7 separate regions of the Mus musculus genome follow, and all the other regions are linked to region 6. Evidence: chromatin contacts called from public HiChIP or PLAC-seq, Micro-C and promoter capture Hi-C data. All regions are on one chromosome and are shown on one strand. Each heading gives the region's core, a stretch centred on a gene start, on an enhancer-like site or on the middle of the called end of the contact. The rest is flanking DNA. Distances are from core to core; before and after follow the strand shown.

Region 1 (3,585 bases), core at 938-3,437, 700 kb before region 6:
AAGATGTAACAGAAGAATGCATCAACATGGAGCGCTGGTGATTCACCAAGTCTGTACCAACCCCGGGGTCTTTGGCATAGCCAGTCCTTCTGCCAGCAATTCCTTTCTTCCACACCCTCCTACCTAAACCCATCTGCCTGGTTCCTGCTAACCTCGGGGTTCTGTGACTTAAAATTTCCTCTGGGAAGTTTTCCTGGTTCCCTCCGTCTGGACTGGATTCCCGTCCCCATCATCACACTCTGTGTCCAGTTGGAACGGGGCCACTGGCATACTAGTGATCACTATCTCTCACTTATATTCACCCTCCCGCCCCCTCCCTCCTTCCCCCCCTAAACTGAGAGTTGGTGGGGTGGGGCTGCTATCTGGCTCTGCTCAATGCCTGTAAAGCACCCCCCCCCCCACTTGACACATGGCATTTCCTCAAAACAAGCAGAAATGGAAACATATAGACAGAAGGGCTGAAAGGGAAAGATTTTAAAGGGAGATGAGCTAGAGAGGCCACAGAGGTTGAGTTTTGGGAGAAAATGGAGGGTTTAGAGCTTTGTGGGGAGTGATCTAAAGAAGGAGCACCCAGGCACACCTCCTCTTGTGGCACTATGCTGGGTAGATCTGCCAAATAAGAGCCTCTGAAGGGCCTACGGCGTGTTAGGAAAGAAGACTGGCACCAAGGGGCCATCAGCAAGAGCAGAGGATTTTTTGCACAGCAGCTGAACTCAAGACTCCCTAAACCCACAAGCATGCTAGGGAGGCTGAGCCTGTGTGAACCTCCTCCATACTCAGACCCTACACACCCAGCCCCTTTCCCCACCTTCTCACAGTGGTCCGAGTCGTAGCTAAGGCCCAGGCCACAGTCGTCCGTGATCTCAGACAGGTCTTCATCATCAAATTCTTCCAGGCTTATGTCCTGGGGAGGCCTGAAGAGGAGGCCAGGGTCAGAAGGCCACCTGACCTAGGCTCCTGGCCTGAGAGCTGATCCTGAGGACATTGGTGGGAAAGGTCCAGCTCCCAGGGCCCCCAGCTCCCATGCTAAAGCCGTGTCGTTTTTTGACCCCAGGCACTGCTCTCCCCTGGGTCCCCTCCTCCACCACAGGGAATGAGCCCAGAGGAGGCATCCCTCCACAAACCCCTCCCACTCCTTTTCAGCTCAGCTCCCAGCCCCTGTGGGTCACAGCTTCAGCCTCAGGGGAGATACCTTGAACCAACGGGGGGGGGGGGGGGGAGGGGGGGGAGCTGCGACAACAGGAGAGGGAGGGGTCCAGCTGTTCCCCATCCACTCCTACACAGAAACAGGCCTACATCCAAACATCCAGCCCCTCCAATCCCAACTTCCCCATCTCACCCCCAGAGCTTCAAGCTTGATTTCACTCTCTGCCGTCCTGGGGGGAGGGGGGGTTGGGAGGGAAGAGGGCTAGGGGCAAGGCCCTAGCCTTTATGGAAGGAGGCATAACAAGGCCAAAAGGACACTGGCAGGAACAGACTAGGTGCTGAACACCCTGCCTAAAATCCCTCAAAGGGTCAATCGAGAGACCGCACCCTTGCTAGGTCATCGGTCCTGGCTGGGTGCGGTTCGGTATCCCAACAAGAAAAGTGAATGTGTATCTCTGTGTGGGGGTGGGAAAGGGGGGGGGTTGCCATTGGGTCTGCGCGACAAGGAGCAAACACCGAAGGACCCGGAGCCCAGGGTGGGGGATGGGAGCATCAGTCAGAGGCCTGCAAACCAAGGAGGCGCCCTGGCCTGGGTAGTTGAAGTCGATGGGGTGGAGTGGCAGGCCGAAGAGACCTACGTGAAGATGAGACCCGCCGAATGCGTACCTGCAGCCGGGAGGCGACAGCGAGTGAAAGGTGGAGAGAGAAAACATCTCCGCGCGATCCGCCATCTTCCCTGGAACCGCCGGCCGGCAGCGAGGGGGAGGGGTGAGGAGCACCGCGCGCCCTTGGTGCTCAGGCTCGCGGCCTCTGTCTCCCCACTCACCTCGTGACACGCCCTGCGACACCCGTCGGCGACACACCTCAGCGCCCTGCCAGGACACCGCGGCAGCAAGCCGCGCCGCAGGGGTGAGGGGAGGGAGTGGCGCAGGGCGGGGCCTGAGGTGGGGGCGGAGGAATGGGGGTCGAGCCGAGAAAGGATGCGGGATGCGAGGTGGTGGTGGTAGCGGTGGTGGTGAGATTCTGGTCGGGAGAGCTGGCGGGCGGCTTGCGTGGTCCTAGCGTGGAATAGGCGAGAAGGGATAGGTGGAAGCAGAGACACGCTGGTAGACCAAAGGTTTCTGCAGGAGCCGAGAGAGGTGCGGGGGAAATGGGTGCGGTAGACCCAGGAGCCAGGACCAACGCGGCCCGGGAATGCGCGCCTCTGGTTACAGCGGTGTGCAGTGCTCCTGGGAGGTGGACTGCTCGTGGAGGGGTGATGGGCGAGGACTTAGGAACAGCGTTCATGCCCCGGCAAATTCGAAAAGCAGAGTTGGTCAGGAACCCACCAGACCTCCTAACCCACCAGACCTCCTAATCCACCAGACCTCCTAACCCACCCAGACCTCCTAACCCGCGCTAGACCTACTAACCCGCTAGACTTCCTAACGGGTGGCAGAGGGAGCTGTCCACCCGAGGGTGCTGATCAGAGCTCGTCGGAGCTGTTCTCCACTGGGTGCTGATGAGGTCAAAAGAAACTTCTCCTTAAGATTTGCTGACTCCAGCTATTATCCTGACAGTGCTAATGGAACCGGGACAGTGACTCTGTCTCAAAGGATGTGAAGAGGTCTGGAATCAGAGTCCAGCATTCAGAAGCCAACATTGAACTTTCTCTGTGTGGTACAGACTTGAAGATCCTGGGCAGAGATAGTGGTGGACACTAGAAGTTGAGGCTATGTTCATCAACTGAGCAGCTGTTTCTTGGGGCCACCTATGCTCTTGGCTCTGTTTTGAGTATGGAAAACCTCCAAGTTGAGGCATAGGCTTACTAAGAAGTTCTGTGTAGAGAGGCAGGGCAGAAATGGAGCCAATTGTGAAGTGAGGCAGAAGATCAAAGTAGTGATGGACAAGCTAGAGAAGAAGGGGTAGGGAGCCTCACACTGGAATTAAGTTTTGAAGGAAGAAAGAGACACTAGAGTGTTACGGCTGGAAATCACAGAGCAGAAGGGACTCAGATAGTCAGGTGAGACACCCTGCTCAACCAGTTTCTTAATTTCTGAATTGCCAACGAGTGTGACTTCTCCAGGCTTTCTCGGAATTCACTGGAATTGTACAACCCTGAACTCATCTCAGACTATAACCCCACACAAGCCTCTCTCTTATCAAATGATCACACCCAGATTCCAAAAGCATAGACAACCCCGGGAGGGGTTACCTCCCACTTCTCCTGTGGGGTTTCTCGTTGGCTCCAAGAGCACAGATTCTCCAGACTTAAGATCTAAGAGTGGTTACCCATCTTCATTTAGCCACCAACGTTCCGAACATGAGGCAATTATTCAATGCACCAGAACTCAGTTTCTCCATCTGAATAAAGGTCCTGTGACACACATAAACCCCGGGCACAGTGATTTATTAACAATCACTTAACATCTATCCTTCTAAATGCACAGTCGGGCATAG
Region 2 (3,659 bases), core at 350-2,849, 750 kb before region 6:
TGGGCAGTCCAGAGAAGTACTTGGCCAACTAATGGCCTGGTGGGCCCACAGCTCAAGTCAGCTTCATTTCCACCACTGGGACCTGGAAAACTCTACTGCTCTCCCAAGATCTGAAACTAAGCTTCTCCTAGACACTTCCACTCCAAGTAGAAATAACCCAATTCCTGGTGGAAATTCCATGAGGGTCAGACCAACTTTGACCTTGGTGTATACACACACACACACACACACACACACACAGGACGAGCCCTTCCTATTGAGACTAGGTCTCCGTCCCTATGGAATGGCACTCAAATCACCTTTATATGTCACAAATGGTGTTAATATTATTTTGGGCTAACCTCAGAAGACATGGGAGTGAGTGGCAAGAGGAGGCAAATGTGCACACAAGTGACACTGTTCGCACCACATGACCCCTAACGCACTCACTCTTAAACCGCTCGCACCACACACACGCCCCGAGTGCAGTGCATGTGTGGCATGCATGTGCTCATTGTGTGCTGTCCAGATTGCTCGCTGCAAGCGCTCTACACACGGCGCTCACACTGTTTCTCCATGCTTAAGCTGCAACACACCACTTACCACACAGGCAGCTTGCACTTCACCCTGCCCACTGCACTCGAGGTGTACCCACCTCGGTCTCTCAGCACACTGCTCAGGCTGCACACAGCCCCCCACCGCGCCTGTCGCCAACTCCTCCCGGCCTGCCCTTCTACTGCTCCAGCCACGGAGCTCAAAGATCACACCCTGAGCGCTCCATTCCACCCCCACCCCAGTCGGCCCAGCACCTCCAGATAGGGCAGGGGCGTGTCCAGGTTAGGCGGGTAGTCCTGTAAGAGCCGCTCTTCATCCAGGAACTTGCCGGCGCGACCCCGGGAGGGAGGCTGGAATAGCCCGTAGTTGAGCGCGTCTTGAAGGCTATGATTGAGGGCGCAGAGCACACGCTGCTTGGCGGCCCACACGGGCGCGGTTGGGTCCAGACGCAGGCACTTCTGCAGCGGAGCGAGTCGTGAGCCCGGACCTGCGGGCGCAGGGCCCCGCGCCCCGGGCCCCGCTTTGGAGGGCTAGTTGGGGAGCGAGAGCAGGGACCCCGCGCCACCGCGCAGAGGCCGAGGCCCCGCCCCGGGGCTGGGCTTCCAGGGCCCCGCCCCGGCGATGGGGAGGGTCCCGCGGAGGCGGCGGGGGAGGGGCGAGTGGCCACGGCCGGGGGTCCTGGCGCAGGGCGCGCCCGGCGGGGGTCACCGCTAGCGGGCCACACAGGGGTACGGCGAGATCGCAAAGGCTCACCGTTTGTTGCAGGTCCGGGATGCCGACGCGCACGACCACGGCGCTGGCCCCGGGGCCGTCCATCCCGGTGCTAGCGCCCGGGCCCGGACTGTTCCCGGCGGAGAGAGGAGCGCACGGGGACTCCGCGCGGCGCCCTGGCCCCCCCTGACCCCCCGCAAGAGCCCCGCCGACCGCGCTACGCGGGAGGGGGCCGGGGGGGGCCGGGGCCGGGGCCAGCGCGGGGGACAGCGGCTCCGGGGGCTCCGCAGGCGCAGCGGCGGCGGCGACGGCGGCACGGTTTAGCTGCATCGGCCCCGGCTTCGAGCGGCGCCTGCCTTCCCCGGGGGCGGGGGCGGCGGGGGGAGGGGGCCCGAGCCCGGAGCGGAGCGGAGGCGGGGAGGGGGCCGCGCCGGAGGCGGGGATGGGAAGCCCGGGGCCGGGAAACTGGGGTCCCCCGCGGGGTCGGGGCGGCGTGGGCGTGTGGTGCAGAGGGCGGGGGCCGGGGGCCCGCGCCGAAGAGGGGGGGGGTTGGCTGTCGAGGGGGAGTGGCTGACACAGCGGGGGGATGGCACGCCGCGCTTCCGCTGCAGGCGAGCGTCGCAGACCACCGTACTGGGGTGACGGAGGGTTCTAGAGCTGGGTGGGGAACGCGTCGGGGCAAGAGGACCCACAGGCCGACTGAGAGGGAGAGACAAGCAGGAAAATTGGTGACCCGGGGTGGAAATCTCCCCAGTCTGCCGACCCCACTCCAGACCCCAAGGAGGTGGTGGGGTCACCCGAGCACGGTGCTGGGTGGGAGTCGGAGGGCTGCAAACCCCAGGCGCGAGCAGGGCGGAGCTGCAGTCCACGGGAGCTCCCCCCAGACCAACCCTTCTAACCGCGCCCAGGGTGTTCCTCTCGGCCCCCACCACAACCGAGTTTGGGGAGTCTGTCCGGACTCTGCGGGCCTCCCGCACCTTGGGTAGCCCAACCTTGCAGCTGGTCGCCCCCTCCCCGTCACCTTAGCGACAGCAGGCTGGGGGCGCGACCTACGAGGAAAGGCTTAGGGGAGGGGGCGCCACTAGTCTCCACCTGCGGCGGGGAACTGAATTTTAGTTTCACACGTTGTCGTGGCAACGCGGGAGGGGGTGACGAGTGGGCGGGGAGGGGAGCGCTGCGAGTGAACCAACTCAGGCGCCGCCCGCGTGGCGTGCCAGCCTTAGCCCGGCGCTGCCTCGGAAGTGCCCAACGCACGGGGGCCTAGCTCCCAAGGCCCAGAAAGGTGTAGCCCCTGAATGGATGAATTGCCCTACTCGGTAGTGTCTACTGCCTTCCACTGCACTCTCCCGCATACCTAGACTTACACCTCACCCCCTAAAGGCCCCAGAGAGCCACTCATCGGTGGCGGCACAAACTGGACAGCTTTTGTGGAGCAGCCTGGCCGGGAACTCTGCCAGTGGCAGAAAGCATCCCCTTAGCCACAGCCTCTCCTACCTTCTCCGTGAGCAACCCTGGATCGCCCACAAAACTGGCTATTCCTGCGCATCCCAGGAATAACCCTGGACTACCCTGGTCCTATACACGATAGAGCCTCCCCAGATCCCACCCCCTGACCACCTGGGTCACCTCAGAAATGCCCTCACCCCACACAGAACAGTGATTGGCTTAGACTGCCCCCCCCCAGAACAGCCTGCACTCCCCCACGGATCCTCCACTTTCCCAAAATGTTTCATGACTCCATATAGGGCTCTCTGACCAATCGCAACCACACAGCATTGTCCTCCATGGACCACCTGGCTCACTCCCACATCCCTACCCCTTGAGGGAGAGCCTTCTCCCTAAAGAACCTCCCTTAAAAAACCCGCTTACCCGGCAGAGCTGAGTCTCCAGTGCCTCTGTACGTCTGTTCCCTGCTACCCTCAAGCCTGGGTGGACCCCTCCGTGCTTGGGGAAGTGAAGCCCCAGTAGGCTCTGACCTCCAAGCCCCTCCCAAGGTGTGCCTGAGTGGTGCAACTTAGGGTACCCTAGGGCTTAGGGCAGGATGTCAGAGGAGCAGGAGAGGAAAGAGTCTCCCTTATCTCCAGGAAGCACCTTGGGAAGCTCGGGGCTGGGTTTCCTGTGTTCCAACCCAGAGAGGAAACTCTGCTTCCTGACCCTGGAGTCTCTAACATCTTCCTCCCTTGCCTCTTTCCTCTCCGCCTTGACCCCTGCCCCAACTCCCTCTGGCTAAACCCAGTCCCTCCCATCAAAATCTCCACCCATCTTTTATTTCCAGCTCCCCTTTCCCCTAAACTAGCTGCCTGCTGGTGGAAAATGATGGCTAGAGATCACCAGTGATAAGACAGGAGTGGAGGAATCCCATGTCCTCAATCAGGCAGCTGGCCAGCCTTGGGCACTCTGTAGACATGTCCTTG
Region 3 (3,320 bases), core at 556-3,055, 620 kb before region 6:
TAATTTCATATGAGGATAGGATAGGTTCTTAGTAGAGGATAGGTAAAATGAGGTTAAGGGCCTGCGTGGGGGCAGTCAGCATCCCTCTCCACCAGGTGCCAATGATCAGCGGCCGCAGTCTGGGACACACAGGGGGCACACTGGATAAGCTGGAATCGATTCCTGGGTTCGGTGTCACCCAGAGCCCAGAGCAGGTACAGGTGGGCCACTAACTGATCAATGATCTGGGTTGAGGGAGTCACTGGCCCGAATCACAGGATGATCAATGGACAGGTTATTTATCTGGGTCACTAATGAGAGAGAACATTGACTATTCAAAAGGTCATTGGTTGTAAATAGGCCTGGAGTCATCGAGAGAACTTTGATCGGGATCGTTACTTGGGAACAGGGAGAAGCCACTGATTAGCTGGTACGCATTAATGTGTCTGTCATAACTAATCGGGATCCTTGGTAGGTTAGCCATCAGAACCATACTGACTCTCGCTGGCCATGTTTTGAACTTCTGTTGGGTCAGTGGTCAGGGCCAGTGGGTGGGTCCGTCCCTAGAAGTTAATGAAGGTGTCTGAGCAGATGCTGCACATCCTTGAGGAAGTCGGCTGCTGCATTGTCGGCCAGAGTGCAAAGCTGGTTCCTGCTGATGGGATCCTGTATGCTGCACGAGATGTGACAGCCACTGTGGACAGTGTCCCACTCATTACAGGTGACCTGAAACGGGGTACCCTGACTGACAGACAGTCCGCTAGGCACTGCCGCTTTTCTCAGAGAGGCAACTCTTCCTGTGCCCAAGTATACCCTGGGATGATGTTTCTGGTCTTCGCAGCTTCAATCCTCAGTAAGAAGGCCGTGGAGGGACTGTCCACTCTGGTGGTAGATGTTAAGTTTGGGGGAGCTGCAGTCTTCCCAGACCAGGAGAAGGCCCGAGAACTGGCAAAGATGTTGGTGAGCCGTGCTAGGCCACAGTGCCCTTTCTATGAAGGGACATGAGCCTCACATTCCGTCCTATCCCTGCCTCTGCCCACTCAACAGTCCTGGAAGAATAAAACGGCAATTCCTCTTTCCAGCCCTCCTACCCTATCCAATCAAAGCTGTCCTGACTGCGGACCTGGGGAAATCCTCCACAGAACCCCCGCCACTTAGGGCAACCAACCAGAACACCCCCATCCCCTCTGAGGCCTGGCAGTGTTGGTTTCTGATCTCTAACCTAAGCCTTTACTGACACCTTAACCCAGGGACAGCAGGTATGGGATTTGATAATGCCGGATACTGAATAATGCCTCCCCAGGTTAGAGTGGGAGTGAGCCTGGGGCTGAAGGTCGCCGCAGCCCTGACCGCCATGGATAACCCTCTGGGCCGCAGCGTGGGCCATACCCTGGAGGTGGAAGAAGCGTTGCTTTGCCTGGATGGTGCGGGGCCGCCGGATCTGCGGGACCTGGTCATTAGGCTAGGTGAGAGGGCTGGAGTTAAGACCACCAGTTTGTATGCCAGGAGCTCTCAATCCCTGCAGCTTCTGAGCTCCACCCCGCCCGCCAGCAGGAGGCGCCATTCTTTGGATTAGCGGACAGGCGGAAACACAAGACCAAGGCGCCGCCCGAGTGGCCGCGGCGTTGGATGACGGCTCCGCGCGGCGCCGCTTCCAGCTGATGCTTTCGGCGCAGGGCGTGGACCCCGGCCTAGCTAAAGCATTGTGCTCCGGGAGCCCCACGCAACGCCGGCAGCTGCTGCCTCACGCCCGAGAGCAAGAGGAGCTGCTCGCACCGGCAGACGGTGAGACCGGATATCAACGGCACCAGATCCCACCCACTTCCTCTCCCGATCTTTCCTGGTCCTGGCACGTGCCTCCAGTAGGTTCTCAGTGTCCACCCTCTCCCTTAGGCATTGTTGAGTGCGTCCGAGCGCTGCCGCTGGCCCGTGTGCTGCACGACCTCGGAGCCGGACGCAGCCGAGCGGGGCAGCCGATCAGACCGGGAGTGGGTGCCGAGGTACTGGTCGACGTGGGCCAGTGTTTGTCCCGAGGTAAGCGCTGTCTGGAATCCATAAACAACCCTTCCGGTCGCCCGCTGTGACCTAGGTAACCGCCTCTGTCGCTCGCGCAGGGACACCCTGGCTCCGCGTGCACCTAGACGGCCCTGCGCTCAGCAGTCAGCAGCGACGCACTCTCCAGGGGGCGCTCGTGCTATCAGATCGAGCACCCTTCAAGGTCCCTTCACCCTTCGCTGAACTTGTCCTCCCACCGACCATCGCACAGCCCTAAGTCTCGAACCCAGCTCAGCCAGGTGAGTTCAGTTGGGCAAGTCCTCCCCCAAGGGGTGGGACTGGGTGAGGACGCTGTTAACATGTGGCCTCATACTCTGCTGCTACTGCTTCATCTAGCTTATCACATGAGCTAGAGACCTTCTGAGGCCCAGAAAATGGACATATTGGGAATATTTGCCAGTCCCATCTTCTCGGACTGGTCCTAGCTCAGGGCTGATGGTGCCCTGGACGTATCCTCCATCTCATAAGAGATCCAGGTTGTAGCCACACGGGGGCAACATACTGGGGGAGCCCAGTAGGCTGGATGCCAGTGGCTCTAAATGCTAGTTGTAACAACCTTCCCTGGGGAGAGGGGGGGGGGGGAGGATGAAGGGAGATGGCAGGGCTGAGGGACTGCAGAGGGGCAGGGTACGGCATCCAGTTAAGTGCAGAGGAGTCTGCCTGCCCAGGAAGGTGAAGGTCAGACAGTTCAAGGCACAGTGGGCTGAGCTGTGTTACATTACAGAAAACAAGCTGGAGGCACTTGTTTTCTGCTGAGCCCCAGATTACCCTGAAGTGACCCTAAAGCTAGAAAGGATCACCTCTTAAAGGTGGTCAGCCAGAGGATCAACAGCCTCCCTATAAAGAACAATTTATTGTAAATAGACACATGCATCCCAGTGCCCAGGCAAAGCATATTCGCGGTGCTTCCAAGAATCCACAGGGAGGCTTGGCAGTTGTGGCGTGGGTTCTCCAGAGGTTGGGGTCATGAGGCTGAGACTCCCTGGTTAAAGACGTAGGTTAGAGCAAACCAGCTATGGACTTTTGGTGTTGCCTGGACTGCATGCAGCTTACGGCAGAGCAGTTCTGAGTTGAGACGAGCCGGTGCAGGCAGCTAGATAACCTGCTTGAATGTGGGGCAGATGCTTGTCCAGCAGCGGAGGCCTAGACATCTTGTCCATTCTTTTCTGACTTTTGCCACCTTTGTTCTTTTCCAGGAGCTTCAGGTCCACGATGCTACTGGCTCTAGGGCCCAAAGCTTGGCCCAAGCTCTCTCAGTTCAAACCCCTCCTCAGGATCTCAGGAGG
Region 4 (3,392 bases), core at 4-2,503, 600 kb before region 6:
ACACTTAAGAAAGAAAACAGAAGCAGTCAAATAGAAATCCTAAGAGCACTGTTTCAAAAAGGAAGCTGTCAGACCGAGAAATCTCCCCAACAGGGCACTTCGAGCGTCTCTTTTATTTTTAAATACGAAGACCACTACAGTTCGAGTTGAGACCTGTAACTATTCAGTAGTGGGATCCGATTGTGTTGAGCCAAAGTGTGAACGTGCAGAAACGGAGCAGACAGTGACTGAATAGACCTGAACTTAAAAAAAAACAAAACGGAGGAATGGAATGCTGATAGGCTAGATTACGGCGAGGGGCTGGGCCACCAACAGGATGGGGGAGGGGGCGGATCCTTCTGGACAAAACTGGTTCAAATTAAGAGCCTGGGGTATGGGTGCGTCGCACTGCGGGAAGATCGTGTGGGCGGGGCTTGAGGTCTAAGATACAAAATCCCTTTTCCTTCGGGAACCAGATCTCTCTCCATTACTGTAAGAGTCCTGGTATGGTAGGGTTGATTGGTAGTTGCAAATAATCGGGAGACTGGGACAGAAGACTTCGGGTTTAAGACCTGCCTTGGCGCCTGGCTCAAGAAGAAAAACAGGTTCCAAAAAAAAGCTCGGTGGTAGAGTGCCTGCCAAACCTGTCCAAAGCCCCAGGTTAAATCCGCCCCCAAAAGGGGAAAACAAAAAGTTTGCTTCTTAATGTATTGTATTCCCCCAAAGAAAACGGAAATAATGTACTTGTTGGAGAAAAATGATTATCATCCAACCAAATCGACTTCACAGCTCGCTAACCGACAGAGGCCTGAAAAGGACAGCTCCGGGAGAATCTAGCTGAAAGTTTCGAGAGGCAGGCTGGATTTTGAAGGGGGGTGAGGAAAGAAACAAGACTGCGGATGACACACCAGACGGCTACAGACCCGGAGGCGGGGGGTGGCAATGCAGCCTGAGCGCCCAGGCCGATGCCATTCCCCCGCCGCCCTCACCTCCTCCAGATACTCGCCCAGCTGTGCCGCCACGTCCACCTCCCAGTTCTTAGTGAGATCCCGGATGGGCTGCAAGAGGTGAGCAAAGCGCACCTCCACATCCTCCATGTCTAGAACGGGACTAGAAGCCCGGAACCATGGCTCAACCCGCTACTGGTTCTGGCGCCATTTTGGTGCTCCCGCCCCGGAAGTACGTAGCCAGGGCACTGCGCGCACACGTATGACGTCAGGCGGGCCCAGTTTCGAAGAAGTAAAGAAGCGGGCCCGACGGGGGCGGGGCCTACACCGGGGGCGGGGCTCCGTGTCTAGGGGGGGGGCCTGGAGGAGCGGAGGAGACTAAGTTTCTAGGTGGTTAGCGGTGAGTTCTTTGGCACTGGGTGGAGCTCAGTGACCCGACCGGACTGACGGATTCCGGCTGCGGCGTGGGCCAGAGGCCGGGCTGGGGGCAGCTAGGAGACTAGAGGGCACTACTTCGGCAAGACCGCGTAGCGGACATGGCGAGCTCCCGGGTCCCACAGCAGCTTTTCCTACAGGGTGTGGCCGCTGTCTACTTGTTCGCCTTTGCGTCCCTCTACACCCAGATCCCAGGTGAGGGCGCGGAGGGGTTGAATCGTCACACGTGGACGTGGTAGCATCCCTTCCTTCACTGCCCTCTGAGGCGGGTGTAAAGTCCAGGCCTCTCTCTGCGCGGGATTAAGGGGTGGTAGTTTGCGGGCAACAAAAGTGGAGGAAAAAGAAGCACAAGGGTCGATTTCCCTTAACTATTAGTAGTCTCATCTAGGCTTAGGGAAAAACCCCGAGGGGAGTGGGTGGCAGATTTCTACCTGGACTCTGTGGGCAGGTAAGAGAGGGATGCGCTCTAATTGACAGAAGGTGCTGACCCAGAATCAGGTCTTCTGAACCTGGTGTTGGGGGTCAACAATTTCCAACGTGAGAGAGAGAGACCATCTGGTAGACAGAGCAAGCCCTGCCTGGGATGGGAACATCTGCAAGCACAACCTGGAGTTGGGGGTTTGGGACATCTGCATGCCAGGAGCTGGTGGTGGAGCATCTCCGGGGCCTAAGTTCATGTGCATGTTAGACTGGGAAGATGTCTAAGACTTGGCCCTGACATACCCTCCCACAGGCCTCTATGGCCCAGAGGGCATCCTTCCTGCTCGAAGAACACTGCGGCCCCAAGGCAAGGGCCTGTGGCAGCAGCTGTGGGAAACACCAACGCTGCTGTGGGAGGCACCAAGACTGGGGCTGGATACTGCCCAAGGTCTGGATTTACTGACCTTATTGGGCACCGTGCTAGCCCTGGGCGCCCTGCTCCTGAACTCTCTGAGACACCCCTTCGTCTACCTGCTGCTCTGGGTTGCATACCGATCAGCCTACCAGGCAAGTGAGACACTTAAAACTTCAGCCTTCATCTAACCCACCCTCTCTCTCTGCCTCACCTGATGCAGCAGACACACAGTGGCTCCCTGACCACTTCTCTCCCTACAGGTGGGCCAAGTGTTCCTTTATTTCCAGTGGTGAGTGATTCCGGGGGCCCAATCTGCCTGAGGCCACTGGGCAGGGTTGTTTGCCTCTCCTGGGAGGACCCTGGGAGGTTCCTATTAAGCAACCTAAATAGGAAATTTAGGATATTTCCCTCCCTATAGGGATTCCCTGCTGCTGGAGACTGGCTTCCTAGCTATACTGGTAGCCCCGCTGAGGGGGCCTTCCAAACACAAGATTCTCCAGGGTAGATTAGCAGGAGCCTTACCCCATGAAGACCTCCCATTCTGGCTCGTGCGCTGGCTGCTGTTTCGACTCATGTTCGCCTCTGGTGTGGTCAAGTTGACCAGCCGCTGCCCTACGTGGTGGGGACTCACTGGTGAGGGCCCGGGGCCTGAAGCTGGGATGGTCTAGAGGCTCTTAACCAGCCCTGACCTCCACTCGCTTCCTGCAGCTCTGACCTACCACTATGAGACTCAGTGCCTGCCCACACCCGCTGCCTGGTTTGCTCACCATCTGCCGGTCTGGCTACACAAGCTCAGCGTGGTAGCCACCTTCCTCATCGAGATCGCAGTGCCACCCCTGTTCTTTGCTCCTATTCGCCGCCTACGACTTACTGCCTTCTACGCTCAGGTAGGTAGAAGAGAGTGTGGCCTTTACCACTGGCTGGTGAGGCTTGCTGGGGCGGGAGTGGTCGGGTGATGGGTGCTGTGGGGGGAAGCATCGCAGGCAGAAGGATGTGTTAGCCAGTCTAGGTGTATACTGTCACGTGAGGCTGTGGCCTTTGGGAAAGTGTCGTCTTTAGGTCTGCGGGAGCCCAAGAGCATCCTCTCCATAGCTCTGACTGCATGTCTTCCTCTCAGGCATTATTGCAAGTCCTGATTATCATCACTGGCAACTACAATTTCTTCAACCTGCTAACCCTGGTGCTCACCACTGCCC
Region 5 (3,616 bases), core at 659-3,158, 680 kb before region 6:
ATTATTTGTTCAGAAACCTTTACTGTCGCCAAATCTTTCACCAATCCCTACATTCAGCCAACCTCACGGGGTCATGCATGTCCCACAGGCTAAGAAGCTGACCTCTAGTAAGTCACAAAGGACAAGCTATGCCAACCCAGGCCTGACTTCCTGATAGGAGTAGTTATGTTAAAAAAAAAAAAAAAAGGCTGGAAAGATATGGTCTGGTCAGTCAGATAGCAGAATCAAGGCCACTTTCACCTAGAACCTCGGCCCAGAAAACAGAGCTTAGAACTCTTTCCCAGGCTCAAAAGCTAGCCAAAATAAAAAATAAAAACACCACCTAACATTTCCAGGCTGGTCCAGAGTTTTAACATTGCAACATAAAACAATGTTACCACCTACAAAGTTCATTCTCCACAAAGTTCACGGTCCAAAGTATTAAGGAAGTTAAAATACCCACCTGCACGTTTATCTGTCTGTGTCCTGACCCTGTACTCCTCTGCTTCTCCAGTGCTGGGATTAAAGGGGAGATAGCCTACATCTTTAAGCCAGCTCCCACAGCCTGGAGCAGGGGATGCCTCTCTCCAGCTCTCAGTGGGCCATGTAGGAAAACTGCTCATGGTTTTGACAATTCTAAAAAATTTTGTTTTGAAGTCAATTTTCTCTCTCTCTTTTTTTTTTAGGAGATCGGTCTGGAAACACCTCAGCTGTCTGCTTCACAGATTGCTCTTAAGGCTGCTCTCTGATTGGCTCCTCTGCTGCCACCCCATTAATTCTCTTACCACCTTTCTTCTCTCACTATGTAGCCTGGCTGGCCTGGAACCCAGTATATAGACTAGACTGTCCTCAGATTCACAGGTAATTAACCACCGATTTCAGTTTCCTGAATGCTTCCCCCGCGTTCTTATACACACACACACACACACACACACACACACACACCCCGCACCCGCACAATGAACTCTCTTCCCTTTTTTTTTTTTTAAGATTTATTTATTATATGTAAGTACACTGTAGCTGTCTTCAGACGCACCAGAAGAGGGCGTCAGATCTCATTACGGGTGGTTGTGAGCCATCATGTGGTTGCTGGGATTTGAACTCAGGACCTTCGGAAGAACAGTCAGTGCTCTTAACCACTGAGCCATCTCGCCAGCCCCCACTCCCTAGGCTTTCTAAAAAAGAATTATTTATTTTTTATGTGTATGAGTACACTGTGGCTATTTTCAGACACACCAGAAGAGGGCATCGGATCCCATTACATACAGACTGTTGTGAGCCACCACATGGTTGGCGGGAATTGAACTCAGGACCTCTGGAAGAGGGATCAGTGCTCTTAACCGCTTAGCCACCTCTTCAGCCCCATCCCTAGACTTTAAAGGAAAGTCTTTTCTTAACTCTAAGGTCTCATGTTCAATTCTCCCTCCCCTACACCGAAACTCGTAGCTTTGAGGCCCTTTCATTCTAATAAACCTCATCCTTCAGATGAATTATGGATTGTGTAAGCTTCCTTTCTAAGCTGACCATTAACGTCTCCCTCTTCCCGATATTTAACAGGAGAGAGACACACTCTCTCGAGAAAGAAAAATACTTTAAGTTATTGTGTTGGGTCACATTAATGGCGCTCATGCGGTCTATGCAGCGCTGGACACGCCGGACTGATTCTTATTACGCCTTCCAGCATCACATATACACCTGCTGCCTTGTGGAAAGGGGAATCGTTAGAACCTACGTTTTCATTCTTCCATTCACTTACCCCAACTGTCACCACAGGCTCGGCTAATCTACTCCCTAGTAGAGTGTCTCACACAGCAGCTGTTATAAAGGAGCCGCAAACTACCATCGTCCATTCATTGGCCAGAGCCTGGCTCGTAAGCTTTGCGGAGCTACTGTCCAACCGCCCACGGCGCTCGGGATTGGCCTACGTCACTTCCTTGGTTCCGGACACAGTCCACGCAGTAACTTGTTTTTGCAGAGACTGATAGGCGGATCGGGCGTGGCCCGAGCGCGCCCCACTCAGGGAAAGCTGCCGTCCCTCTTTGCCTTTGAGCGCCGCAGCCCTGAGAATCGCATCTGGCTTGGAAACGGTCCCAGGACTGGAGCCACCAAGAAAGCCGAAGGCAGTCGCGAAGAGCCGAGGACGCCCAGAGACTCTGCGGCTTCCGGGAAGCGGAACCGAGCCTACCCGGAAGGAGCCAACCTCACCTGAGGCTCGCTGAGCACCGGCAGGCGTTAAACCTAACGGAGCCCACGTCATGGCGGCAGACGGGACAGGGGTAGTCGGAGGAGGGGCTGTCGGCGGCGGCCTGCCCAAGGACGGTTTGCAGGATGCTAAGTGCCCAGAGCCAATCCCCAATCGGCGGCGCGCTTCCTCGCTGTCCCGTGACGCGCAGCGCCGAGCCTATCAGTGGTGCCGGGAGTACCTGGGCGGGGCCTGGCGCCGAGCGCGGCCGGAGGAGCTGAGCGTTTGTCCCGTGAGGTCAGGGGTCAGCCCTGGGGACCCTGGGGACACTCCCAGTTCGGTCGCCGTCAGTGCTACGCGGGGGGGTGGGGGGTGGGGGCAGGTCTGCAGCCTGCTGTGCTGGGGGGCGGGGTCCCCCTTCGGGACTTGGGAGGTCCTCTCGGGAAGGGTGTCTAGAGTGGGTCCCACCAATCGGGGGGACGACCCTTGCTGAGCCTGACCTGTGTGGATCTGCAGCGGAGGCCTCAGCAACCTGCTCTTCCGATGCTCACTACCGAACCACGTACCCAGTGTGGGCGGGGAGCCCCGGGAGGTGCTGCTACGACTCTACGGGGCCATCCTGCAGGTGAGGGAAAAGAAGGATCGTAACTTGGGAGTTCGGACATCTGGAGCAAGTGGTGCAGAAAGTGGTGTCTTATTTGTGTAGCTGAATATGCTGAAGCTCAAGAATTCTCAGTCAGTAAGAGCAGAAGTCCAAGCTATTGTAGATGAAGCCGATTTGGGCCAGTACCCACGTACCTCTGGCTTTTTCTGACATGAGCCCCTTTGCCATACATCTTTTATCAGGGTGTAGACTCCTTGGTATTAGAAAGCGTGATGTTCGCCATTCTCGCAGAGCGGTCTCTAGGGCCCCAGCTTTACGGAGTGTTTCCAGAGGGCCGCTTGGAACAGTACCTCCCAGTAAGAGCCCAGTTTTTGTTGTTTTTACCCCAAGTCTTTACCCTTCCCAAAGTCTGCCTTCACATCCCAGGTAGGGAAATTTCCCTAAGACCTTGATCTCCTCCCATCCCGTATCCCTTCCCCCTCCCGCCCCAGCCCCCTCACCACCCTGATAGGTTACTGGGTACAGAGCCGGCCGTTGAAAACTCAAGAGCTCCGGGACCCAGTGTTGTCGGGAGCCATTGCAACGAGGATGGCCCGTTTCCATGGTATGGAGATGCCCTTCACTAAGGAGCCCCGATGGTTGTTTGGGACCATGGAGCGGTGAGTCCAGTTTGGGATCCGTGCATCTAAAACTGAACCTCTAGTTGAGTGGATAGATACCCCAGTATCATGGACTCTGTTTCCCAGCCAAAGCCCAGTGACAGGACAATTTGGCCTGAAGAGTCGATAGAAGGGGGTGGGGAGAGATAGACAGAATGTTTCCCGTTTGGGCGGCTTCCAGGTACCTGAAGC
Region 6 (3,243 bases), core at 189-2,688:
GGGCTAGAGAGATGGCTCCTCTTGAGATGATTAAGAACAGTTCCAGAGGGCCTGGGTTCAATTCCATTCAGTCACAGGCAGCTTACAACCGAAACTGTAACTCTAGTTATAGGGGATTCAACATTCCCTCAGAGACATACTTGTAGGTGAAACACCAATGAACATTAAAAATAAGAGATTAAAAAAAGTTCCCTCTTCCAAAATATGTCTAGGTTTGTGTAAATTGATGAAAACCTATCAGCACACTGAGACTTTGAAACTTCCTAAAGATTCAAAAAAATTTTTAACTAGATCTTCTCATGAAAATAAAAGCCACACAAAAAGTCTATATAAAAATTTATATAGAAAAAAGTTTATATAGATTACAGAAAGCATGCACCAATGTCTTCATGCACAAGCCACTCCCTCAGGGTGTAGAGCCAAACTTGTAGCTTCTCAATTCTGCTTAGCATGGAATTAATTCGTGCCTTGCAACTACGTTTATTCAGAGTACTAAAAAAAAAAAAAAAAAAAAAAAAACTCAAAACTAAAATTTCCCTGGTCTTATTAATTTTTATCACCACGATATAAAGGGGAAAATTTCTTTCTTCCTACCAAGTCACAAGAATGTACTTGCCTTGGCTGACTGGCTTTACGAAGCCAGAAGGCACAAGTGTCCTTTTAAAAACTACACTTAATCTTATCCTAATTAACTTCAAAAACAAATGACTTCCCTTTTTACAAACGCCAGAACCGCGACAGCCGCTCCTCCTGAGGCTCGGCGCTGCAGGGACTTGAAAAGACGCGCTGGAGCCTCGTGAGAACCTCCAGACGGAGAGCGAGGACCCGCAGCCATCCCGGGCAGAAGCGAGTGGGTCGCACCAAAAAGGACAAAAGGAACAAAAAATGACGGCAGGTACTGCGACCGTGAAGACGCTACGGAGCCAAAGCGTTGAGTTAAGTTTCGTTAAGCCTCCGCGGTCAGACCCAGACGCACACGCTTCAAGCTAGGCAGGCACCAAGAAGCGTGACACCGACCCGTGTCACCGCCGTGCCGCCTGCCTGCGCCCCTTCCTGGACACGCGCGCCCACCGGCACCGGCTTGGGGGACGCCACGACGTGGCGGGAGCCCGGCACCTGACGAAAGGTCCCACGGGGCGTCCCGCGGTCGCTCCCCTCCGCGGCCTGGGCCCGCCCGCGGCGCGAGGCGCAGCTGTCAGAGGCCGGGCCGGGCTGGGCCGGGCCGGGCGCAGTCTCGGGACACAGCCTCCACCCGGCCCGCCGCGCACGGACAATGGCGCGGTTCCCCAACCCCTGCGCGGCGCCGGCCGTCGAAGACGCCACTGGAGCGTCCCGCGCGCACTCACCTGAGGCGCCGGCTCCGCGCTGCGCTGCGCGGGCCCGCGGGCTGCGAACAGCGCGACGGGCGCGCCCATTCATTAGCCGCTTTGTCTGCCCCCGCCGCCCCTCCCGCCGCCCCAGCCCCGCCGCCCGCGACGCCGCCGGACGCTGCGCCCCTCCCAGGGCCCCGCGCGGGTCGGGGGCGGGGCCCGGGGCGGGGCTGTCGTGCGCAAGCGCAGTCCGTGCGCACCTGCCCCGCCTTGGGGGGGGATGCCTAGAGTACGGCTGGATGGGCCCCGGCTAGGCAAACGGGGCGGAGCTACGAAGACTACGCAGGCGCAGTTTCCCCTCGCCCCATCTCCGGAGGTCAGGTTACTCCGGCGCAGTCTCACACACACGAGGTCTGGTCGCTGGCCTCCTCCGTCAAACTACGCAAGCGCGGTCTGGCGCACCTGCCCTGTCGGGCGTTCGGTCCGAAGACTACGCAGGCGCAGTCGCCACGGCGGTTGGTTGGAATTGCTGCGCGTTTGAGAAGCGCGCGTTCTCAGTGGTTTCTTCTTAGGGCTTGGCCGTTAGGGTGGTCCTGCGCTCTCAACGGCTGGCCGCGGAGCTTCCGGGCTTGTGGTCAAGGCGGGCGCCTTCTCCGGGGGCGTTGCGCGCAACCACTTTCAGTAGCCCTTGGGTGGAGGCTAGACACAGCAGGTGCTAGCTGCTCAGGGCCTGGGGCCATGTTTGGGTAAAAGAAATAAGGAGCTGAACATTGAACGCCCCAGTTCAGATGCCTGTGCGGACCATGTAATTTCTGCAGGTGGAATTTATCCCAGAGGTCCTTCTCTGATGACACTTTAGACCACAGCTTGTTCTCTTATGCGGGAGTTCTGTCCTACGCCCATCTCCTGTTCTGCGTGTTTAGGAGTTTCCTTCTGTGATTGAGGTGGTGGTGGTGCGGTCGGGGGAGGCGTCGAGTGCTGATGTCACACCTTGCTTACCCTGATTCACCATCACTGGTCAATGGACATGGTTTGGGATTCTGTGTCTTTAAGTTCAAGGGAAGGTGGTTGGGCTGCCAGTGCACTGCTGGTGGAAGTCATCATTGGTGTGGAACCCTGAGCCTGGCTTCTGTCTTCTTCGCCTTCCATTCAGGGAAGCTGATGTTTGTGGTGGAGGTGGTGGCTCCATATGAGACTCAATGGGGAACAGCAGAAAGACCTGGGTGGAGGTCCTCAGCTAGCAGGTTCCCGTAGGGTACAGAAGTTTTTTCCCAGTAACCTTCCTCTCCTTGTTATGCCCCTCGTACCCTACACCCCAGAGGAAAGAGAACATCTGCCTTCATGAAGGATTTCCGAAGCCCCAGGAGAACTGTTGAGACATGGGTTCTTGAGCTATAGAGCTAAGGGGTAGCGCCTAGAACAAGTAAAGTAGCTAGGAGAGAGTTTGAGCTTTAGCTTAGGATGTCTCAGCCCAGCCGGAAAGTCTTGACGAGCTTCCATTTGTTTATACAGAAGCACCTGCACAAACTCTTCACCTGGAGATGGCCCCTCTGTGCTCCTAGCCCTGCACAGGCTGTGCAGGGGAAGAAGGAAAACGGGAAGTAGAAGACAATGAGGGTGCTTGCCTGGAGCGCACGGAGCAGGCTTACCCTTCTGGAACTTGAATAGTGTCAAGATGTCGAGGGGTTTTGGAGGGTTAGGAAACTGCGTGTCCACAGAGACCGTGTAAAAGGCAACCGCCACCTTAGACAAAAGATGGTAACACTTGAAATTCTACCTGGCTCTTATTTGCTATGTTAGAATGAGGCAGTAGGTCTAGCAATGGAGAGGTGGATGCTACAGGCAGAGCATCAGCCCTTCCAGAGGGACTGTCCCTGAGAACGGGGAGATCAGGCAGTCCATCTGTACTCATACCCGATTTCCAAGAAGACAG
Region 7 (3,219 bases), core at 504-3,003, 730 kb before region 6:
CACTGGGAAAGAACTTTGTTGTAGAAGAACCAGCACTCCTAATAAAATGCTTACAATTATTTTCATTTTTCTTTTTTTAAAGACATTATTATTATTATTATTATTATTATTACTATTATAAGTAAGTACACTGTAACTGTCTTCAGACACATCAGAAAAGGGCATCAGATTTCATTATGGACAGTTGTGAGACACCACGTGGTTGCTGGGATTTGAACTCAGGACCTCTGGAAGAGCAGTCAGTGCTGTTAACCACTGAGCCATCTCTCTAGCCCTATTTTCATTTTCCTATAATGCTATAAACTACAATCATAGTAGGTCTTGCATGTGGAAACTCGTTATCTGCCCAGCAAGATGTCATTCACAGGTCAGCTGATGACCAGAGGTTATTGTTGTGTCATCTGACCGTAACTCTTCTTCCTCTGAGCATATGTGTGAAGGGGTGTCTCAGGGTTCCCCTTCCTTTAGAGATTATGACAAAGCCTGGCCCCTGATCATAACTCAACTGAAAACTTGCCTTCAGCAGACCCCCAAACCCCACATGGTCAACCAGGTAGGACTCCATCAGGTCTGTTTTTGCCTAAGATATTTGCTCTTCTGTTAGAACTACCCTGTTGGTCCTGATCAGCACTGTACATCTCAACGCCTATACATAACCATGATGAGAGGCAGTAGGGTAGGGAAGGTGGAGGCCTGATACGTCCTAGGTCCCCACATAAACTGATGCAAGAACAGCCACAGTACTCTACTCAGGCCACTGTTGCAACTCAATCACCCCATCTTACCCCCATGCAGAGGCCTCTCCTATCCCTTTGCAAGCAAGGTACAGAAATAAGAGACCTGCCTCCCAAGGCAAGGCTCCTTTCTCAACTGTGGGTGTTTGTCCAAAATTAGCAAGGCCCCAGGCATCATCTGAAGCCACTTCCTGAACCAACCCTAGCAGGCTACTTCCAATTGGGGCTCTGTGGGAAAAAAAAGGGGGGGTGGGGGTGGGAGAGAGTTCACATCTCTAAAGACAGGTTGGCCTTCAGTGCTCAGCTTTGAACAGAGCTGGCGGCAGGCAGATACCTCTTTCCAAGTTTTCCACAGCTCTAGGTCAGAGCTGAGCCCAAGCAACCTTCACGTGTACACACACCTGAGTCCCCCAAGAACCCAGGGGAAACGTACCTCGATTTGCATAACATCGCAACCCCACTCGGGCTCTCCAGAGAATAATGCGCAGGTCCTGGGGTAGTTCCCCAGCTAGCAACGGAAAGAAAGTGCTTCTGGTTGATTCCTTTCAAATTACAATTCACAGTGGCCACCAGCTGGGAGAGATCCAAATACAGTTTCAAAGATTTCTGGGCCACAGAAGAGCTTTCTGTCCTGACTCTAAATAGAAGGACTACCGGCAACCCCCACCCGTGCACAAGTCCAGAAACCGTGCTGGAATGTGACACTAAGAGAGCCACTAACTGAAGATTGCTCCCCCCCCCCCGCCCCCAGCCACCCCCCACTTCACATGAGGTGTGCAGTAGCCTCAGTCAGACCCAGCTCCTTCCTGTGCCATCTCTGGGGTCTCTGCAGTTTCGAACTTTCCTCCTGCAGTTTCTTGCAGATTTCATCGGGAGAATTCCAGATGCCCAGAGAGCCAGGCTTCAGTGAAAAAAAAAAAAATCAATAAATCAATGACCAGTTTACTCGTCATTCTGAACCACCCTCATTCTGCTTGCCAGAGGGCACCTTCAACTCAGTGTCACGTGTTGTCTGCTCCTGACCTGAGCCTGTGTTAGACCACTGGGTGATCCTGAGTCTGATCCGCTACTGTAGTCGGGAGGCCCTTCCAGAACCCTGTTTATCTCCCCCCTGGCTCCAGCGTCTTCCTTCCTGGGTGCGCAGGTCGTGACCATCTTGACGCCAGAGGTCTTAGAGTGCCACTCTGTCTTGGAGAGGAATCAAAGCCAAGAATCTGGACAAATGACTTCCCTAGGAACAGCCACCTGCAAGGAAATACCCTGGAAGAGACTTGCTCCGGAAAAGTGACTCAGGTCAGGGGCTTTTGGGGGCGGGGAGATCTGGGAAGTCCAGTTACCACAGGGACCTTTAGATGTTAAAGTACACTAAGAACCCACCCTTCCACCCTCTGAGGGATATATCTGTTAGTCTCCCTTAACAGTTAAAACTGATAAGAAAAAAAGGTTATATTCAATAATGTATAAATGAAGAGTTAGAAACAAGTCATGTTGTCTTCCCATTAGTTCAATACTAATGTGCCCTAAGCTATACCACACAGGAACCCAGCAACCCTTCTCAAACACCAGACTCACAGACACACATCCCAGCTCTAACACCACAGATACACACACACACACACACACACACACACACACACACACACTCAACCTTAAACACCAGTTACGCGTGTAGAAGGGAAAGGATTTTTTTAAATAATTTGATACATTGTGTTTCACAAAATTCACCAAAGGTGGTTGTGAGCAAAAAGCCAGCAGCCAATCAGATTTGTCTTCCTGGTTTGTTGCAGTCAGACTCCATGGTTTTTGCCTCTTTGCTCAGTCAGAAGGGGGATGCTGATGTTTTTTCAACAAGGATCCCTCAAGTATCTCATCAGAGGAAATGAGACAAACAGCCCACCATTCGCCAGAGGAACTCCAGACACGCATTTAAGAGCGACACAGCAGGAGAGCCAGATAGCTGTAGTGCTGCACTGCTAGGCAGTCCTGAGCCTAGCGCGCAGGAGCAAAGAACGTAAGGTTACCAAGCCCAGCACGGGACACCCCAACCGGCGCAGATAAGGATCGGGAGCACGCGAGCAATCTCCAGCCTCACCCTATCCCGCCCCGGTCCCAGGTCCGCAGCAGCCCCACCCGGAAGGTTCCCATAGGCACACAAACCCGCTTGGCTCGGCTCCCCAGCTCCGCCTCGCCCGGTCCCAGCTCCACCTAGCCCCGACTCTGTACCGCCCAGTCCCAGAGCCCGCCCCTTCTGGGTCAGCCAATTGTCACGTGACCGCGGGCGTATCCGAGACTGCCTGAGATCGACGCTGTCTACCACCAGTTCCTCCTCAATTTCGAACCGCCCTTGTCCCATGGCGCTGGAGCCTCCCGGGTCAATGTGAAGTGACTTCTGCTCCTGATCCCAAGCCTGTGCTGGCACCTCTGGGTGAACAGGGTCAGATCCCCGCTCGTGACGTTAATGAAGCCCTGGTCCTTTAGGGGCTCT

The links. Hi-C and Micro-C count contacts between places; a contact is called where the count stands out from the background. HiChIP or PLAC-seq counts read pairs in DNA pulled down with a chosen protein or histone mark. Capture Hi-C pulls out chosen DNA fragments and counts their contacts.
Region 1: a promoter capture Hi-C map of adipose tissue shows a contact between it and region 6. The contact joins the promoter of Mapk8ip2 here to the promoter of Zbed4 in region 6. A contact is called at or near these places in 3 of 39 promoter capture datasets (the 3T3-L1 cell line, 3T3-L1-derived adipocytes and pre-B cells) and 1 of 9 other capture datasets (adipose tissue).
Region 2: a contact with region 6 is called in a Micro-C map of embryonic stem cells, with 6 times the contacts expected there. The contact joins the promoter of Shank3 here to the promoter of Zbed4 in region 6. A contact is called at or near these places in 1 of 39 promoter capture datasets (liver) and 1 of 484 Hi-C or Micro-C datasets (embryonic stem cells).
Region 3: a FOXA1 HiChIP or PLAC-seq map of pancreatic cancer cells shows a contact between it and region 6. The contact joins the promoter of Sco2 here to the promoter of Zbed4 in region 6. A contact is called at or near these places in 8 of 39 promoter capture datasets (the 3T3-L1 cell line, the C10 cell line, cranial neural crest and 3 more), 1 of 15 datasets of contacts at CTCF or cohesin (large pre-B cells), 4 of 115 datasets of contacts at active chromatin or transcription factors (effector CD8 T cells, memory CD8 T cells, pancreatic cancer cells and 1 more) and 1 of 9 other capture datasets (adipose tissue).
Region 4: a contact with region 6 is called in a promoter capture Hi-C map of liver, with 2.6 times the contacts expected there. The contact joins the promoter of Lmf2 here to the promoter of Zbed4 in region 6. A contact is called at or near these places in 2 of 39 promoter capture datasets (the C10 cell line and embryonic stem cells), 6 of 115 datasets of contacts at active chromatin or transcription factors (the SCID.adh cell line, embryonic stem cells, epiblast stem cells and 1 more) and 3 of 9 other capture datasets (adipose tissue, liver and macrophages).
Region 5: a contact with region 6 is called in an H3K4me3 HiChIP or PLAC-seq map of bone marrow-derived macrophages, with 5 times the contacts expected there. The contact joins the promoter of Chkb here to the promoter of Zbed4 in region 6. A contact is called at or near these places in 8 of 39 promoter capture datasets (the C10 cell line, cranial neural crest, erythroid cells and 4 more), 1 of 484 Hi-C or Micro-C datasets (B cells), 7 of 115 datasets of contacts at active chromatin or transcription factors (bone marrow-derived macrophages, double positive thymocytes, epiblast stem cells and 3 more) and 3 of 9 other capture datasets (adipose tissue, liver and macrophages).
Region 7: a promoter capture Hi-C map of liver shows a contact between it and region 6, with 4 times the contacts expected there. The contact joins the promoter of Arsa here to the promoter of Zbed4 in region 6. A contact is called at or near these places in 2 of 484 Hi-C or Micro-C datasets (CD4 T cells and CD8 T cells), 2 of 115 datasets of contacts at active chromatin or transcription factors (hepatocytes and pancreatic cancer cells) and 2 of 9 other capture datasets (adipose tissue and liver).

Annotation. Positions count from the first base shown.
Region 1 is chr15:89,452,513-89,456,097 of GRCm38.p6, reverse strand. Mapk8ip2 (mitogen-activated protein kinase 8 interacting protein 2) reads right to left here and starts at 2,187. Exons shown (of 12, transcript NM_021921.3): 1 at 1,813-2,187; 2 at 809-914. The coding sequence starts at 1,877.
Region 2 is chr15:89,497,548-89,501,206 of GRCm38.p6, reverse strand. It overlaps Shank3 (SH3 and multiple ankyrin repeat domains 3), which reads right to left and starts at 1,599. Exons shown (of 22, transcript NM_021423.4): 1 at 1,288-1,599; 2 at 789-992. The coding sequence starts at 1,575.
Region 3 is chr15:89,372,376-89,375,695 of GRCm38.p6, reverse strand. It overlaps Sco2 (SCO2 cytochrome c oxidase assembly protein), which reads left to right and starts at 1,805. Exons shown (of 3, transcript NM_001111288.2): 1 at 1,805-2,013; 2 at 2,094-2,273; 3 at 3,231-3,320. The coding sequence starts at 3,247. Ncaph2 (non-SMC condensin II complex, subunit H2) reads right to left here. Exons shown (of 20, transcript NM_001115132.2): 20 at 2,846-3,320. Tymp (thymidine phosphorylase) reads left to right here. Exons shown (of 11, transcript NM_138302.2): 4 at 96-194; 5 at 571-700; 6 at 821-939; 7 at 1,283-1,445; 8 at 1,534-1,764; 9 at 1,873-2,013; 10 at 2,094-2,273; 11 at 3,231-3,320. The coding sequence ends at 2,251.
Region 4 is chr15:89,353,520-89,356,911 of GRCm38.p6, reverse strand. It overlaps Lmf2 (lipase maturation factor 2), which reads left to right and starts at 1,253. Exons shown (of 14, transcript NM_178919.4): 1 at 1,253-1,556; 2 at 2,095-2,348; 3 at 2,457-2,485; 4 at 2,615-2,829; 5 at 2,905-3,083; 6 at 3,314-3,392. The coding sequence starts at 1,463. It overlaps Ncaph2 (non-SMC condensin II complex, subunit H2), which reads right to left and starts at 1,193. Exons shown (of 20, transcript NM_001115132.2): 1 at 969-1,193. The coding sequence starts at 1,076.
Region 5 is chr15:89,428,219-89,431,834 of GRCm38.p6, reverse strand. It overlaps Chkb (choline kinase beta), which reads left to right and starts at 1,908. Exons shown (of 11, transcript NM_007692.6): 1 at 1,908-2,458; 2 at 2,678-2,786; 3 at 3,008-3,121; 4 at 3,291-3,424; 5 at 3,606-3,616. The coding sequence starts at 2,235. Gm44502 (predicted readthrough transcript (NMD candidate), 44502) reads left to right here and starts at 1,908. Exons shown (of 27, transcript NR_004843.2): 1 at 1,908-2,458; 2 at 2,678-2,786; 3 at 3,008-3,424; 4 at 3,606-3,616. It overlaps C730034F03Rik (a long non-coding RNA gene), which reads right to left and starts at 1,820. Exons shown (of 4, transcript XR_875570.1): 1 at 1,736-1,820.
Region 6 is chr15:88,749,906-88,753,148 of GRCm38.p6, reverse strand. It overlaps Zbed4 (zinc finger, BED type containing 4), which reads right to left and starts at 1,438. Exons shown (of 3, transcript NM_181412.3): 1 at 1,347-1,438.
Region 7 is chr15:89,475,958-89,479,176 of GRCm38.p6, reverse strand. Arsa (arylsulfatase A) reads left to right here and starts at 1,753. Exons shown (of 9, transcript NM_009713.4): 1 at 1,753-2,027; 2 at 2,522-3,219. C230037L18Rik (RIKEN cDNA C230037L18 gene) reads right to left here and starts at 2,925. Exons shown (of 5, transcript NR_077233.1): 1 at 2,892-2,925; 2 at 1,758-1,918; 3 at 1,530-1,635; 4 at 1,168-1,307.